Regions from separate parts of the Mus musculus genome. Here region 1 is linked to region 2. Evidence: chromatin contacts called from public Hi-C data. All regions are on one chromosome and are shown on one strand. The core of a region is the stretch at or near the end of the contact, and the rest is flanking DNA. Distances in the headings are between cores, read along the strand shown. Region 1 has its middle 35 kb from the start of Gm32932. Region 2 holds the start of 6720468P15Rik (RIKEN cDNA 6720468P15 gene).

Evidence for each region. A called contact is a pair of places that touch in the nucleus more often than the background predicts.
Region 1: a contact with region 2 is called in a Hi-C map of Sertoli cells, with 1.7 times the contacts expected there. The contact joins the enhancer-like site here to the promoter of 6720468P15Rik in region 2. A contact is called at or near these places in 1 of 15 datasets of contacts at CTCF or cohesin (the NIH/3T3 cell line), 4 of 484 Hi-C or Micro-C datasets (the N1E-115 cell line, Sertoli cells, embryonic stem cells and 1 more) and 1 of 115 datasets of contacts at active chromatin or transcription factors (pancreatic cancer cells).

The regions. Positions count from the first base shown.
Region 1 is chr19:57,554,115-57,559,600 of GRCm38.p6, reverse strand. No RefSeq gene overlaps it. Among named protein-coding and RNA genes, the nearest start is that of Gm32932, 35 kb to the right of the region's middle. Within about 2 kb of position 4,085, at least 10 of the 459 cell types and tissues checked have an H3K27ac peak or open chromatin away from gene starts, as enhancers often do. A contact at or near this core is called in Sertoli cells, where this site is marked.
Region 2 is chr19:57,506,287-57,512,545 of GRCm38.p6, reverse strand. 6720468P15Rik (RIKEN cDNA 6720468P15 gene) reads right to left here and starts at 3,982. Exons shown (of 4, transcript NR_040306.1): 1 at 3,602-3,982; 2 at 3,311-3,398; 3 at 2,147-2,447; 4 at 1-690.

The sequences.
Region 1 (5,486 bases), core at 2,836-5,335, 47 kb before region 2:
TGATGGTGATGGTGATGATAAATTTAACTGACTTACAGTTTTAAAAATATTGTAATTCAGCCCCAACCTATAGAATGCAAATATATTCCAGGTATATAATGCTCCATATTGTTAATAAAAGTTACAGTTGCTATAACCCAAAGGTAATACAGTGTGGATGTAAAAATTCAACGATATAAAGTAAAGATACCAGAAAGGCAGTGCCAACAAGGGTGCCCTGATCCGTCAATATCAGAGAAAGGGTGTGAGACCCACGTTATCTGCAGAGGGTGTTTGCTTTTATCACGCTGCCTTTGTTTTCCTGCCTATAAATTTTCTTAGCAGGAGTCCTCCCTTGCTGCCTCCTCCGGACCAGGCCTCTCAGTCAATCACCGGGCCTCTCTTTCTCACTCACTTCAAGGCCAGGAGGAAGCCTTTTCAAACACAATGCAACAGCCTGTTTCTTTTGAAGCAAATAAAATGGGACCATCATCTTCAATATGTTTTTTTTTTCTTTTTAATTTTGTTTGAAAAGTGACAGGAAAAGAATGTATCTAAAGAGACGAGCCTGGGAACATTTTCCTCAGCAGACCGAGCAGCACTACATTAACAATGCACTCCCTGATGGGGAAGCAGCGAGTCCTTTTGTTTACTAAAATACCTCAATCAATTTTTCTTTTAATGACTTTCATCCCCACTGCCTATGGGTGCTGCTGAAGGACGTGTTCGCCCTGAATCTTATCTTTCCTCCTGTTCTTTATTGTTCAGGACAAGCCCACGCCGCAGTCATGTGATATTCCTTGTTAGCTGTAACTGAAGCTTAACGGATATAATTAATGGATTATTCCAAGGCTCTCTTTGGTTCCACGGTTCCTTTTCTTCTTAAAGAGATGAATTCTAATAAGGGCCTTATCAGATTCTAAGTACAGTGGAGGCATCGTAGAGGACTGAACCCCCTCGTGACTTAGCACGAGGCTTATTGTGGTAATGAAGTAAATGCCTTTCTACGGGGAGAGCGCTGGATTTTAGACCGTCCCCCTCCGACACATTGCCGGAGATGAGAAATCTGGTCCCGACATCTTACCAAGCCCTTTATGCACTGTGTATGATCGGCAAGTGATGTACCCTCTGGCTTGTGCCATCTGCAAAATGACCTCATCATGCAGCCGCCTAGCTGGATGATCGCAGTCAGCCACGCTATCCCAAAGCTCTACCCCTCCGTGCTACATCGTGTTCCTTGAATTTGTTCCTGAAGGGTTAAGAAGAATACCAGGGCCGTGGCTATACCTTAGAGTTCTTGCCTAGCTTGCGTGAGGCCCTGAGTTCAGTCCTCACTGTGCAAACAGAACATGGTAGTACATGCCTGGAATCTTAACACATGGAAGGCACAGAAGACATGAGGGGGTCCAGGGCTACTCCCAGCTACATTGCCAATTTGAGGCTAGCCCGGATTACATGAGAATCTGCTTCAAAAAAGAAAGAAAGAAAAAGAAAAAAAAGGACATGTGGCTAAATTTTGAGATAATTTTCAAAATTTAAATTTCAAAATAAAATTAATTTTATTTTGTTACTGTTTTCTAGAGTTTCTGTTATTGGTGCAAATTACTATTAGAATAAGAGAAAATGTTACTTTTAAAGAGGACAACAAAAACCTAAAATTAAGATTAACTAAAAATACATTTGGGATTATACATAGCCTAAATCTTCACACATTTATCTTGTTTTTAAAAATTGGTACGTAGCACTTATCATGATGATAAAACCTAGTCAGAAGGCCAGGGTATAACGCTGCACTGGGCGTCAATAGCATTTGTGGAACATTTACATCTAGAAAGAACATATATGCAAAAAGTAATTTTAAAGACAAATCATATGCTATCCAACTTCATGTAAGTTAGTGGTTCTCAGCCTTCCTAAAGCTGCGACCCTTTAACACAGTCCCTCATGTTGTGGCGACCCCAAACCATAAGATTATTTTTGTTGCTACTTCATGACTGTAATTTTGCTACTGTTACCAATCATAATATAAATATCTGTCTTTTCCAATGGTCTTAGAAGACCCCTGTGAAAGGGTCATTTGACCCTCCCCCCCCCAAGGGGTCATGACCCACAGGTTCAGAACTAATAACATAAGTTGACAATTTCAAAGGGGAGCAAACTGTGATCAGAAAACCTCAGTTTTACTCCATTTTGTTCCCCCAACATTATTGGGCCCGAGGCCTTAGAGTGAAGGTGGCTGAGATTAAGGCGGAAGGGGAAGACAGGAGGGTACTTAGACAAGAGTAGTGAGAATAGATGTGCCACAGTATGAGAGCTGGTGTTTAGAAACATTCTAACTCTTTCTAAATGAGTTCAGAGTTTGGGTTTTTGCTAAGGAACTTCCATGTGGGGGCAGCCTGAGACGTTAAGCAAATTATTTAACTGTTCTTTGGATATTCTGAGTTGACAACTAAAGAATTTGAGATTTCAATTTTATATTTGCATTTTGGATGTTCTTGAGTCATGGTCTCAAGTTGCCCAGGCTGGCCTTAAACTCTGTTCTTCTTTTTCTTCCTGCTGCTGAGATAAAATACCCTTACGTGCTGGTTATTTTTATGCTAACCTGACATAAGCTATAGTCATCTGAAAGGAGGGAACCTCAATTGAGAAATTGCCTCAATCTGATTGGCAAGCCTGTAGGGCATTTTCTTAATTAGTGATTTAAGAGGGCCCAGCCCATGGTGGGTGGTACCACCCCTGGGCTGGTGGTCCTGAGTTCTATAAGAAAGCAGATTGAGCAAGCCACAAGGAACAAGACAGTAAGCAGCACCCTCCATGGCCTCTGCATCAACTCCTGCCTCCAAGTTCCTGCCCTGCTTGAGTTTCTGCCCTCACTGCTTTCTATGATGAAGTACAATATGGAATTTTGAGCGAAATAAACCCTTTCTTCCTCAAGTTGTTTCTGGTCATGGTGTTTTACCAAAGCAATAGGGACCCAATTAAGACAGAAACTGGTACCAGGAGTGGGGTATTGCTGTGACAGACCTGACAGTGTTGTTTTGAGGCTTGTAGAGGACTTTGAATCTCTGGATTAGTAAGCCATTGAGTGTTCAAAGCTTGGTGAGTGTTCTGTGGGAGTTTGGTGATAAGAGTGTTAGGAGACATGGAGTTGTATAGGCCTGGCATGGCAAGCTCCAAGGGAAGTTTGAGAGTCATTTAATGACTATTGGAGTCATTGCATATTTTGAATTAAAAATCTGTGATTCTGATTAGCTGGGGCTGAAGAATCAGCTGTTATTAATAAGATAGATCAGAAAAATGATGCTTTTGCTTTGCAGGGACAATGAGGACCCATTAGTTAATGGTATATCTGTGTGTGTATATGTGTATAAGACATACATACATGTTCATATGGGTGTGCAAACATGTGTGAGCAGGTAATATGTACCCTAGACCAGGGGTTGGGTATCTTCCACCATCACCCTCTGTTGACTTTTTTGAAACAGGATTTTTTTCACTGAACCTAGAGGTCACTGATTCTACAAGTCTGGTTGGCCAGTGAGCTCCACAGATTCAATCTAACTTCCTCAGTCCCAGGGTTAGGGCTGCAGGCACATGCTGCTGCATCTAGCATTTGCATGGGTGCTTGGGATTTGAACCCAGATCTACATACTTTAATTAATTTGTGGAGTCTCCCTGATCATTCACTACTATTGACGCTCTATGCAATTAAGTCATGTCTTACACTTCTATTCCCATATCTCCACATCTATTAAACTATCCAGGTACCCAATTTGCAGATAGGAAACTGAACATTTAACCTAAGTATACACAATAAAGCAAATTTGACTCAGAACTTCCCCTTACAGATAATTTCTCCTCAGATATTACTGACTAAATGCGGTTATAACAAAAAGCAAATATAAAGGCCTGTTAAATTAGGGTCTTTAGAAAATATATATGTAATTAACTGGCTGGAGCTTTCTTTCTAATTTAGAGACACGCAGAAAGTTCATACTTTTTTTTAAGTCCAAGATTTTTCCAGTTTCTGTAAATCTCACACATTAACCTTGAAGCCACGAGCTTTTCTGAAATTCTTCAAATTCTTTAAATAGATCTGGGGGCTGGGCAGGGCTGACTTTTACAAGCCTCATGGTTTCAGCAGATAAAACCCACTCTCCTTTGTTTAAGGCGTCATCACTGGACAAATTCAAAGGGGAGAGCATGCAGTCGTTTGACAATCCACTCAGGACCAACACAAGTCTTACGTATGAGAAGCCATCTCCTTGTTATTTATTAAAACATGTTTGAAATTAATGTTTTAATCTATTCACTATTTAATTAAAATATTTTTTATGGAGCTCCTGGTATGTGAAAGGCAAAACATTATTATAAAACATGCCCCAAGCTTTCATGTGAATTTATTCCTTTCTTTTGACATTAATATGATTCAGCCCTTTAAAAATTCTCTGCAGACTGCTGGGGGCTAGAAGAAGGTTGGTGCTGAAAGGGCAGCCACTGACCATGGTGGAGACAGCCAGAGAAAGTGGAGCAAGCTTTGGCACTACTGACATTTCCAGCCAGACGATTCTTTGTTGTAGGGATTCATCCTGTGCTTTGAGAGGTATCTAACAGCTTTCCTGGATCCCACCCACTGAGAGCCAGCAGCGCCCTATCTTTCCCTTCCCCAAGTTGTAACATAGCTAATGGGAATCAAGTTCACCTCTGATTAAGACCAGATGAGCTACAACGATTCTCAGGTAATGTACCAATCTCCACTCCAAGTATATTCTTGGGCCAGTGATATGGCTCAGTAGGGAAAGGCACTTGCTGCCACCTGACAACCTGAGTTCAATTCCTGGAATCACACGTGGAAGGTAAAAACCAACGCTTCAGCCCTCCACCTGCACAGTGTGGGATCTGAGTAGCACACACACACACACCCATAGGCACACACACACATACACATGACAAACACACACACACATATACCACAAAAAATAAAAGCAGTGTTTTTTACAATGTATGTCTTTTGCTTCCTATAGATGATAATAAACCCATATAATCTGTATAAGGAGGCTTCACAAAGAACAGATTTTCATTCCCATTTCCCCCTCCAGAAATAATGGTTTCAGGTGATCTCTTCATGAAAGAGAGTGAAGACGTAGCCATTGGCCTACAGTTAGAAGTTACCTTTCCTAAACACAAGTCATCTATTGCCATCTAGCCTTCCTGTCTGGCAGTCCCTCATGCCTTGGCTGCTTCACCGGCATGACAATGTTGAGATGATGTTGGTGCCTAGTCCTAGAGGCCAGAACAGCCTCCGGGTTTGGTGAGGTCTCTCTTCCTGTTTTCAGCTTGCCAGCTTCCCATTGCAGACAGAGCAGCCGCTGGCCCCTTTAGAAGGTTCAATACCGTTCTGAAGGTCTCCGTCCTCATGACCTCCTAAAGGCTCCAGCTCCTAACACAATCTCACTGAAGTCAATATTAGGATATTTCTGTAGGGAGATAGGCCAGAAATATTTATT
Region 2 (6,259 bases), core at 2,733-5,232:
CTCCATGTGCCACTCCGAAAATGAATATAATGGAAATGAGGGCTTGAGGAAAAAAAATATAAGATCTGAGGAGATAAGGTGAAATGCCTTTCTGCAGAACTTCAGTGCTGAACCGAGGTCCCTTTGTCACGCATGGCTACAGATCGCGTGTGTGATTTGTGACACTTCATGCGGTGTGATTTGGGGGTTTCTCTGTATGAAAACTCAAGTGCAGCTGGTGACAAAAGTCTTATAATAAAAAGAGAAAACAGATTTATCTCGCAGGATTCCCAAGGGCATAGAAACCCATCCACACAGAGGCTCACATTCTGCTATCTATTAACTGTTACACACTTCGGAGACACAGTCAAAATTTCCAGACTCCTGTACAAAGTTTGGTAAGCAGTCCTCTCTGATATATTGATCCCTCACCTACAGGGCAACTGAAATCACCAGCAATTATTTCTTTATCCCATTGGTGGGGCCATTCAAGGCCTCACTCTGAAGCTCCGAGGCTGCAGGTCTGAAGGATGAAGTAAGTCTTAGTTTAGCTGAGCTCACATCTCGAGAGCCACTCAGGCCATGCTTTGCTTCCAGAACATTCCTCTTTCTGAGAGCGTGGACATGGTGGCCGGCACTCTGTTGTATCCCTTCTCTTTGGCATGAAAAGATTTCAAAGAACAGCTCTCCACTCGAACCAAAGGCTATGCCCTGCAGAGGGAAGAAAGGCAGATGAGCTGCAGCCAACATTATCAAAGAGCAGTAAAAGAGAGGAAGCCAGAAGCAGCCAGCCGGAGGAGCAGCCGTACTAAGGGTGCTGAGCACCACTCCGTCGCTATGGCCACAGCTACATCAGAATCTGCCTTAGCTACTTCTGCACCTCAGTGACCAACATGCCTCATGTGTGCTAACTAGGGAGGGAAAGGCTTTGTCTGGTCCTGTCATGCTGTTGGTGGCATCCTGAGGTTCATGTGGTAGAAGCATGCCACGGGCATGCTTTACCAGAAGGACTGGAAGCAGGAACCGAGTCAGAACCGAGGCCAGGCTCTACCTTCAAAGCTTGACCAACAGTCACCTGCTTCTCTGGCTCAGGCCGCATCTCCTAACTGGTCCACCACTCCAGGAAACAGCACAAGTTGGAGCCTGAGCCTGTGGAGAACATCCCAGATTCAAGTCCTGTCGCTTTCTAATTTTGTCGAATTCCTGCTATGGTTCTCACTTGCTTCCGCTCAGTTTTGGAGCTGCTGTCAATCCAGCAAGACACGACTCCTGAGTGATTCTGCAGATCAAATGAAGTAAGATGCCTAACTTCCTTCGTATTGAAAGTGGCCTTTACAGAGATCAAACAAGGAAGTCAGAACTCTGAATCATTCCCTGACCATTTTCTCAGTAAATTATGTGTACACACAGCGGTGAGACCGGGTCTTAAAAATCTCCTTGTGTGAGACAAACAATTGGGAGATAGGTTGGAAAGTACGACCCAACCAACGGCTGACGCGAGCTTCCACACCCTGTCAGGACACACACGTAAGCAAAGGCACACCAGAACAATCACCCGTACGTGGTGACCGGGGTGGAGCGTGATCAAGACACAGGAACCAGGAATGAATACATCAGCTAGGAGCAAGGGCTTCAGGGATAGCAAGGCAATGTGCCCTGCACTGAAGGGGTGATGTAGTAATTCAACTCACTGTGCTGAGGTTGAAAATAAAGAGATGATAATAACTTCTAGAGCTTCCACTCGCTCTCAGGTTGGGATACCTTACACACAGACCCCCTTCTAGCCCTTGCTCAGGTGGGGATGCTGGGATGCCCTGCACAGAGCACCCTACGTGGCCTCACTCCGCCTGGAAGCTCCTTCCTCTGGCTTTCTAGGTGACTTAACACACCAGGGCATAAGTGTATTAGTATATCGAAAGCAGCATGCTCTCTGCATGTAGTCACTATGGACTTCAGAGCTAAATTACAGGCATTCCAAGTATGTGACTCCATCTATAAAATTAGGGCAAAGTAGGAAACACACAAAGAAAAGGTGGTGATTTATCATCCCGTTATTCCTTTTAAGTGGAAGGTCACAATGCCTCTTTTGGCCCACGGGTTTAAGGCAAGATAAATGGAAAGCAGTTATTATCACGTCTCTTCAACACACATGGGTTCCCCTGCTCACCCCTCTGCAGGAGCTCTCTTGCCTCGCATCCCCATCTACACGGGCGGTGAGAGCACAAGTGACTGTGACCTGGGGTGGCGCAGACCCTTGTCACTTAGCTCCGTCTGTCTGTGCTGGCACAGAGAAAAGGAGGGACTGAAGAACACTGGTAACAGACTGCAGCTGGAACACTGTCTCTAGCTGAGCTGAGGACTTCCGCTGTTGACCGATACAGTCTCCTGCTTTTCCTCAGTCGGCTGGAAATGAGCCAGGCTTCGCAGAACCTTCTCCAAGGTCACCTTCAGTCCGAATGGCCTGTTCTCTGGAGAAAGCAATAACAGATTTAGGGGTTGAGGAGGGCTGTTCTGGTATCCATTATAGGATCAGAAATATGTTCCCCTGGCAGGCTTTCTGTTCCTAACATTACTTTTCTTCGTGGTTACGTACACACCAGCATTGTAACCCGGGTAAAGACATGACTGAATCAGCCCCAAAGGATTTCTGTTCTACCTCAGCCCACGATGCCTGCCACCCTCTGCTTGGATGAAGACTTCCTGCTCTTCACTGACGACGACGATGACCTGTGCAAAGTCTTTCTCCGCCTCTCCTTGGCTTTTTCTCTTGTGGCTCCTTTGTTCCTCTTTCTTCTCCTCCTCCTCCAGTCCCCGTGGTGTGTGTGTGTGTGTGTGTGTGTGTGTGTGTACATGTGTGCATGTGTAAAATCCAATGCTTGGCTTTTAGTTAAAATATCAAAAATTACTTCTATCATCAGAAATATTAAGGGAGTCAAACTTTGACAGTCGACAGACAAATATGTGTGACTTTGGATCAGAAGAAGTCTGAGAACCTTATCTTTGTAAGAGTGCTTAGGAGTTTAGCCCTGACCATTGCCTAGCTCCCTGATTCTGTTCTGGTGGGCTTGTCTTTTTCCACATAGGAACCCAAATCCCACAGATCTCACCCATTGTCACAAATTCACTTTTCACTTCCCTGTAAGCAACTCTAGTTGTTATCATCATCATCATCACCACCACCACCACCATCATCATCATCGCTAGTCATTTTACCCGGGATAAAGCACACAACAAATAGATTTTGCTCTCAGACGCCCACTATGGGTTTTTCTCCCAGGAGTTTCAGACTTGCCTGGAGACCAGTTTTTCACCAGCTAACCCTCAAACTCACCACTTGCAGTTGCATCCATTGTTTGTGGATTTCCATACCTGCCTCTGCCCAGACCTCACGTACCTCCAGCAGCACAGAGGGGAGAGTCCTGTGAGGAACAAAAGAAGCCTTTTGTGGCTCAGGCTGGATCTGTGGGATCAGGAAGATGACGGTATCCATATCCCAGGTCCTTTACCACGGGAACCAAATGTCAAAACTTAGTGTCAGCTCTCTGAGCAAGAAGGAAACGATGCACAAAGACCATAAAAAGCAAACAACCAGGAACGTGCTGAGGACTAACAGGCTGAACACCTTACTAACTCCCACTGCATGCGATGGAAGGAAGATGCCACGAGCAAGCTTTCACGGGAGCCAAGGCACAGTTGAAGGAGTGGGATGTCACAGGTGAGGGCCGATCCCCTACGGCCAGGCAGCCATTTCCAAGTCCTCTGAATCCTCTTGTCTGTCTTTAGTTTTCAAAAAATTAAAAGATAGAGCGTGCAGAAAAGATGGAGAAAGAACAATGTTTAAATTTCCTCCTCCGCCTAAAACATAGCGCATGCCCCCTTTGGACCGCACCCACCCATGATGGCGTCCACCCTCACATGGTGCCCACCCATGCATGAGAGCACCGTTTAGCCTCTCTCCCTGTATTACACAGCAGTGGTCAGAGAGCAGACCCTGCCCTCCTCTGTCTTGTAGGCTCCTTGCACACACGCCCACATTTCCTTCCATACATTAGGGCTTTGACAGTTGCTGGGCTAAATCAGATTCCTGAAAGACCTCAAAGGGACTTTCCAGAAAAAAGACATGTGAGGCAAGAAACGTAGCCTCGAAGATTTGAGAAGCTGCAGCTGTTTTCAAAGAGCATTGACTCAGGAAGAATTGGTGTTAACTTAAAATGAGAGAGTAGCTACATCCCAGAGCATCGGATGCCATCAGTAACATCAAAGCCTGGTTCAGAAACAGAGCCCTCGCTGTGCCCTAGCTCACACCATAGCTCACAACGTAGGCTCATGCCCCAGCTCACACTCCAGCCCACACACCAGTTCACACCCCAGCTCACACCCCAGCTCATACCCCAGCCCACACACCAGCTCACACACCAGCTCACACCCCAGCTCACACCCCAGCCCACACCCCAGCTCACACCCCAGCTCACACCCCAGCCCACACACCAGCTCACACCCCAACTCACACCCCAGCTTACACCCCAGCTCACACCCCAGCTCATAGCCCAGGCCACACACCAGCCCACACCCCAGCTCATACCCCGCCCATACCCCAGCTCACACTGCAGCTCACACCCCAGCTCACACCCCAGGCCACACACCAGCCCACACCCCAGCTCACACCCCAGCTCACACCCCAGCCCACACCCCAGCTCACACCCCAGCTCATAGCCCAGCTCACACCCCAGCTCATACCCCAGCCCACACACTAGCCCACACCCCAGCTCACACTGCAGCCCACACCCCAGCTCACACTGCAGCCCACACCCCAGCTCACATACCAGCCCACACCCCAGCTCACACCCCAGCCCACACCCCAGCTCACACCCCAGCTCACACCCTAGCTCATAGCCCAGGCCACACACCAGCCCACACCCCAGCTCACACTGCAGCTCACACACCAGCGCACACCCCAGCTCACACTGCAGCTCACACCCCAGCTCACACCCCAGCCCACACCCCAGCTCACACTGCAGCTCACACCCCAGCTCACACCCCAGCCCACACACCAGCTCACACCCCAGCCCACACCCCAGCTCACACCCCAGCTCACACCCCAGCCCACACACCAGCTCACACCCCAGCCCACACCCCAGCTCACACCCCAGCTCACACTGCAGCCCACACCCCAGTCCACGCTCCATCTCATACTGGCAGGCTCCTGGCTTCTGATTCCCTTGCAAGAGCTACCTTCTTTTGATTTGTTACACTACCTACCCAATAACAAAGTTGACCATTAGTGACTTCCTGTCTAGTATTCCTGCTCACACCCTTCGTCCAGTCTCCCTTGCTCTGTCTTGCGTCCTAACATGACTTTAACCTGCTGTGACCCTACATAAGTATTGTGCTGAGCCCAATATTAGAACCCATACTTGTCATTCCTTGGTTCAGTGCTCCATCGATAACGCACTAGAATTCTCAGAGGGATTTGCTATCAGATAAGGTTAACTGGCCTTGGTGATGGTGGTTGTCCTGGGTGGTCTTCATTGTACCTGTTTAGGGTGACGAACGACTTTAATTGTTTTAGTGTTCCCTCTGTGCTCTCACGGGACCCAGGTTTAGAAGACAAGTTAGCATTATCTTTTTAATTCCCACCCTGGCTCCCATCACAAGCCAGGCAACTGTATATAGACGGTCTTTTCATTTGTGTTGTGCTGTCAAAGGGATTAAATAAGCGCCGTTGATTGTCACAGAAAGCACACACAAGAGCACAAACAAGACTTCCATCTCTGGCCTGCTTTCTGAACAGAGCTCTAACTAAAATAAACACATTAGCCCAGATGTCACCGGTCAAGTGTACTGAAGTGACACACAGCTGTTTTTCTATGAGGGGAGAGTAAAATATCAAAATAAACAAACAAGAATTAAGACTTAGATTACACAACAAAATATTCAACATTTAAAATCTAGGATTACTGATGGAATTTGAGAGTGCAAACCAGCTTAAATTCTCAAAAGCAGCAACAAACATCCAGCCTGACATTTTTATTACAAATTAGAATGCTCCTTGTCTCTAAGTCTGTGCCAATCCTCAAAGAAAAAGTTACAACGTTAGAATAATGTGCAGCTATAACTATATTTTTAGCTCAGCAATTTCTGCCCAATTTCCAGCACTAGGGTTTCATTAGAATCAAACATTTCCTGGATGGTTTAAAAAGAGGATAGAAATCTGGCCCTTTTTTCTGGAGTTCGTGTGAATACAGCTTAATTTATTTCTCAAGAATAATGAGATTTTTGC